Linked DNA regions of Sus scrofa: region 1 is linked to region 2. Evidence: chromatin contacts called from public promoter capture Hi-C data. All regions are on one chromosome and are shown on one strand. The core of a region is the stretch at or near the end of the contact, and the rest is flanking DNA. Distances in the headings are between cores, read along the strand shown.

The links. Promoter capture Hi-C pulls out the DNA fragments that hold promoters and counts their contacts.
Region 1: a promoter capture Hi-C map of liver shows a contact between it and region 2, with 2.4 times the contacts expected there. The contact joins the enhancer-like site here to the promoter of CDS2 in region 2. A contact is called at or near these places in 1 of 5 promoter capture datasets (liver), 13 of 47 Hi-C or Micro-C datasets (alveolar macrophages, blood, embryonic fibroblasts and 5 more) and 2 of 2 datasets of contacts at active chromatin or transcription factors (alveolar macrophages and skeletal muscle).

The regions. Positions count from the first base shown.
Region 1 is chr17:14,201,007-14,203,731 of Sscrofa11.1, reverse strand. CDS2 (CDP-diacylglycerol synthase 2) reads right to left here. Exons shown (of 13, transcript NM_001166673.1): 5 at 2,487-2,626; 6 at 1,108-1,166; 7 at 1-5. Among named protein-coding and RNA genes, the nearest start is that of CDS2, 51 kb to the right of the region's middle. Within about 2 kb of position 1,286, at least 7 of the 83 cell types and tissues checked have an H3K27ac peak or open chromatin away from gene starts, as enhancers often do. A contact at or near this core is called in liver, where this site is marked.
Region 2 is chr17:14,150,338-14,153,469 of Sscrofa11.1, reverse strand. It overlaps CDS2 (CDP-diacylglycerol synthase 2), which reads right to left and starts at 1,660. Exons shown (of 13, transcript NM_001166673.1): 1 at 1,604-1,660. The coding sequence starts at 1,660.

The DNA of each region.
Region 1 (2,725 bases), core at 37-2,536, 51 kb before region 2:
CCAAACTGCAAAAAGAAGATGAGGAATAAAGTGTATCAGTTTACCCTGGAACAGTTAATACCAAATAGGAAATTGCTGAGAAACAGGTAGGAGAGAGACTTGTTTCCGTACCTATCTTACTGGAAGTGAAAAGGTATACCTACTCCTGGGCATCTATCCAGAGTAAACCATGACTCGAAAAGTTACATACACCCCAATGTTCGTTGCAGCACTATACACAATAGCCAAGACATGGAAGCAACCTAAATGCCTATGGACAGAGGAGTGGAAAAAGAAGATATGGTACATATACGCAATGGACTACTACTCATCCATAAAAAGGAACGAAATAATGGCATTACAGCAACACAGATGGACCTAGAAATTATCATGCTAAGCGAAGTTAGACAGACACAAATGTCATATGTTCTCCCTTATATGTGGAAATTTAGAAAAGGATACAATGAACTTCTTTGTAGAATAGATACTAACTCGCAGACTTTGAAAAACTTATGGTTACCAAAGGAGATAGATTGGGGGTGGGGGGAATGTGCTGGGGGTTTGGGATGGAAATTCTATAAAACTGGGTTATGATGATCATTGTTCAATTATAAATATAATAAAATTTATTGAGTTAAAAAAAAAAAAGAAAAGGTATAGAACAGGCCTCTAGGATTGACCATGTTTCCTAGCTATAGGTCCCATCAAAAGCAGAGCCCACATGGCTCACTAGTTGGTCCTTCTATGCTCCAAAAGCCCAGGTACTTGTGTTTTCTTAGTAAGTTTTTTGTTTTTTGCTTTTGCTTGGGACACTCAGAGAGGGTATGTTCTCAAGTTGAGGGAGTACATAGCAGGTAGGATATCTGTGGGCAACGCCTGAAGCTTCACCTTGAGTCTTACTGACCTCAGGCCACCCTGAGGTCCAGTAGAGAGATTGCTTAGGGTGTAAATGATGTAACAGTGATTGGCTCAGTGAGGATGCCTCCTTCATCCTCTAGGTTCTAGATGCACAAGAACAGACTACATTCCAGGGCTGATTTATCACAGAAAGGATAAGGGGCCTGTGGAATTTCTGCATAATTTCATATATGCCAGGAATTGTGACAATGACGCACAGATTTCCCTTACCATGTAAAATTGCAGTCGATAATGCTTCTTGACCAGACTCAGCACAAACATGCAGAATCCTAGATTGAGGACAAAGAGCAAAAATAAATCACATTCCGCATTTATCTTTGTCCTAGTCTTTAGCTGTGTTAAGCGGTCCTTTGCTAATTTCCTGGCAGCCGTTAACCAGGGCACAAATCCACAGCCCCAGGGAATAAAACCTTCGAGACAATCAGAGGAAGGCAGTATTTTAAAATCTTGAAGACTACACAGAACTTAGGACACAGTTCACCCAATAGAAATGCTTTTGATCTTAGAGTAGGGGCAAACAATGGTCAGGCCAGCTGTCTGTTTTTATAAACAAATTTTATTGGAACACAGCCACACCTATTTGTGTACATATTGTCTAGGGCTGCTTCTTTGCAGCAGAACTGAGGTGCTGCAACAGAGACCCTCTGACCACCCCCCTGCAAAAAAAAACCTATAATATTTATTATCTGGACCTTTAAGAAAAAGTTTGCTGACCTCTGTCCTCAAACATAGAGGTCTGGCAGAGGGACCTACCTGGTATGGGGCCAAGGCCATCCTTGCATCTCTCTCCCACTGGGCCGTATGACCAAAATCCCGGGTAAAAAAGAGACGTTTACCCCTAAGTGTCCCTCAAAAAAAGAGCACATTCCTGTTGGAGACCCTGGCCTCCCTATGTGGGGCTGCTCCTAAGCTCTGAGGCGGGCTCTCTGACTTTCCCCAACCCTGCAGCCTATTTTAATAGCCAGGTGCCATTCACAGAGCCAAGGGTTGCTAGCAAGCTGATGAAAAATAGGTCAGGCTGAAATTTAGGTCAGAATAAACTTCTCATATGCCTCAAAAGGGCTTTGCGGGCAACCATGAAGAACACTCACATTACTAGACCTCTTGCACAGTCTTGAGTTTTAGATTGACAGAGCACTTAAACTGTTTGTCAAGATCAAATCCTCACGGTAACTCTGCTGTTTTGGCTCTACATTACAGGAGAGCTAACTGAGACTCAAAGAGTAAGCTCCTAGCTCCTCTGAAGTCACAGGTCTTTTTAGCCCAAATCAGTAAAATTTCCACTAAACTGCAAAGCCCCTTTTTATGCCCGAGTTCCTGGGTGGTTTTTATTTCGATCAGAATCTCTGCCAGCAAGGAAGGTCAGCAAACTCCAGCCCTACAACTACATGAGCCCCTTATTTCATTTCTCTTAGTAAAGAATTGCTATGGCTCGTGGAAGGCAAAGCCCTCGGCTCTCTCTGCTCCCCTGTGTGGTCAGAGTTCATGTCATCAAAACCTTACACCAACCAAGAAATGCCCCAACTTCAATTCAGCAGACTTGCAAAAACAAGACAGGGACAAGAAGTGGTGAGCCACTTAATGCATACCTGTTAGATAAAGGGTAAAGGAGATGAATCGGTGGTATTTACTGAGAATCCGCAAAGGCTCCTCTCTCTGGACTAGGGTGAAGAAGTAATCTGTCACTGTTTCACCATAGAAGAAATAATTTACACACAGTAGAAAGTACCTGTAAAAGAAGACTGGTCACTGCCAAGGGCCCCTCCTTTAGAGTGAGACTGGCAAAAAGCCCTGGGCACCAGAGGAGCAGACCACCCGACCCTGAGAT
Region 2 (3,132 bases), core at 411-2,910:
ACATTTAATAGGAATATTAGAGACTTTCAAGTACATTGTCTCTGTAAGTGACTCCTTTTTTTTTTTTTTTTTTTTTGGTCTTTTTGCTATTTCTTGGGCCGCTCCCGCGGCATATGGAGGTTCCCAGGCTAGGGGTCGAATCGGAGCTGTAGCCACCGGCCTACGCCAGAGCCACAGCAACACAGGATCCGAGCCGCGTCTGCAACCTACACCACAGCTCACGGCAACGCCGGATCGTTAACCCACTGAGGAAGGGCAGGGACCGAACCCGCAACCTCATGGTTCCTAGTCGGATTCGTTAAGTGACTCCTAAACTTGCACCCAAGCCCTAAATTTTCTCCAAAACATATTCTAAAAATCATTATGGAGAGTTTTAAACAAAACTGTTTAAAATCCCTTTTCTTTCACCCAAAACAGTCCTTCCAGTGTAATTGCTCTCTTGACACCCCGACACTAAATCTTGTGCTTTTCTTCCTTCCTGCCATCTCCCTAGTGTTCCTTTCCTCCAGTTATCAAAAACAAAAAGCTCAGGAATGGTACTATACGCCGGGTGTAGGGCAACAAGGATGGGTGGGAACAGCTGTCCCAGCCAAATAATTCAGGTGGAAATGTGATGGCAGATCTTCCAATTATCCAAGACAAGGAATAAATTCGGATTGTTGGGAGAAACGCTCTGGTGTTTAATGCAACATAGGGACCAAAGAAAACATCTGTAGGTCACCAGTTGGCAACCTGTGAGTTAACCAGTCTCTCTCATTCTGGTCCACGCTCCCTCAGTCCACTCTACACATCACTGTCAGATCAATTTACCAAAAGCACTGCTCCTGATCACTGCTAACTCCAGGCTGGAAATACTACCACGAAGTTTATACTGTCATTCAACGTCCAAAGTAACAACCACTCACCTTTCTCAAGTCCCCTACCTTTTACTTCAATCAAAGGAGTCTAGCCCCTCATCCCTCACCCAGCTATGTCCCTGCCAAGATGGCCTCTTTTCTACCCTCCTCTTCTACCCCATCAACGCCCACATTTGAAGCAAGATACAAGCCTTCTATTGGGAAAATACACACGAGTTAAAGAAACGTCTCTGCTTAAAATCAAGAGATTTAACCTAAAGCTAACAGAAGGGATCCAAACTTCCGAACAAGCAAATCCCATGGCCTTGTCTTGATACACCCCCCCCCACATCCAAGAAACATTTTAATGGAGAGCAGAGGTCACGCTCAGAGGAGTCTTTGCGGGGTCTCCACGTCTTCACACCCAGGAAGGCCTTGGGGAGGTGGAGGGCTGGTGGGGTACCCTCACCAGCCCTGGGAGGCAGGTGGACGTGCGCAACCCCTCGCGCGCTCCTTCCCGCGCCCCAGAGATACTACCCCCAACCGGACTCCAGAGCCAGGTCCCCGGGACCCCGACCTGCTGAACCCTGGCGCGCGCACAGCGGGGCTCCGCAACCGAGGACCCTCCGCGCCGACCAGGCCAGGGGGCGCCGGCGGCCGCTCCAAAGAGTCAGATGGAGAGATGACCCCTCTGCGCGCTCCCCTCACGGACCTCCGGGGGACGCCGCTGCCCAGCCGCGCCCACCCGATGCCCAAGCTGCCGCTACCTTGTCCTCGGGCGGTGCGTCCGGGTCGTGGACCACCCTCTGCCTTAGTTCCGTCATGCTGGAGACACCGGTGCTAGGTCGCCGCGAGCGAGTACCGCAGCCGCTGGGGCCGGCAGCTCAGCGCTCCAGCCCCGCCTCGGCTGAGCAGCGCGCGGCTCCGCAGCGGCTCCCAGGCCCCACGGCAGCCCGGCCTGCAGTCCTGGAACTCGGCCCCGCCCGGTGCTGCAGCCGCCCTTTCACCCGGGCTGAGCGCAATCAGCCTCCTCAGCCCTGGCCCGCTAGCTCCTTCTCTCGGGAGGGCCCCGGAACCAGCGCGCAGGCGCACCGCCGCCATCATGGCCACAGAGATCCACCAATGGCGCGAACCCGTCAGAGAGGAGGGGCGCTGGGGGCGGGGCAAGCAGAGCGGGATGGAGGGGGCGTGCCCTGGATAGCAACATGACGGGGCGTGGAAAGGCGTGCGCGTCCGAGAGAGACTAGCCAATGGGAGCTCAAGAGCTGGTACCCTAGGTCCTAGAGGTAACAGATAGCTAGGGGCCGTGGGTGGCAGCTCCCAGGCTCCAGCCTGTCTTGTGCTTGCTCACCTCGGCTCCCTGTCCTCTGTAGCCGGGGCTCTTCCCTTGCACAGTTAAGTAGTTAGGACCTGAGGGGAAAAGCCTGGGAAATCCACCTGTGTTAGAGAAGGAGCTCAAGCCAAACTTTAACCTGCCTCGCCTTGCCAAATTATCTTCTACCACTTACTGAGCGTTAATTATATGCTGGGCATTATACTATGTGATCTTTTTAATTTATCCCATTTAATCTGCACAACACTTGGAAGTGGATATGATTTCCATTTTATAGATAAGACTTCACAATTATTCAGATTTCTTTTCTGTCATCTGTACTATTGAAAGACCTTTTTTGGACAGGAATACTGACTACTTTGTTCACATCCTGATCCCCTATGTACCTGACATACCTGTTCAATAGATTTAAAGTTTCTCCTAAAGGAAAATGATTTAGCCAAGGTCTCATGGCTAAAAAGTGTCCACTGAGAATCAGAACACAGATTTGTTTGCGCCTACTCTAACCACTGTACTGATTCCTGCCCTTCCTAAATTCATTGTTAATATCTGTTACTCAAGCATTGCCTTCAGCGGTTTCTGTTTACTGCCTTGTAAATGATATAAAACAACTTTAAAATGGGGTCTCTTCCCTTAAGCATATTGTTGTTGAAGAGAGAAATATGCACACACGGGAGCTGCAATTTTGTATTGACAATTTTGACGTGCGCCGTGGGGTTTGGGAAATTAGTGAGAATTCTGACAAGGGCATTGTATTTTCTTGTCTTCTATGAAAGTATATTCAGAAAGCACAGTTTAACTACCAGGGTTTATAACTCCCTACAGTTTGGCCCAAACCTTTTATCCATTGCACTCAGCCCTCACGAGCTAATGGAGCTCAGGCCAGGTACAATTCTGAAGTCACTACTGTAGTAAACAGGGATCAGGTGTTCAGACTTCTGGAAGTAAAAGCTTTAGAGCCTC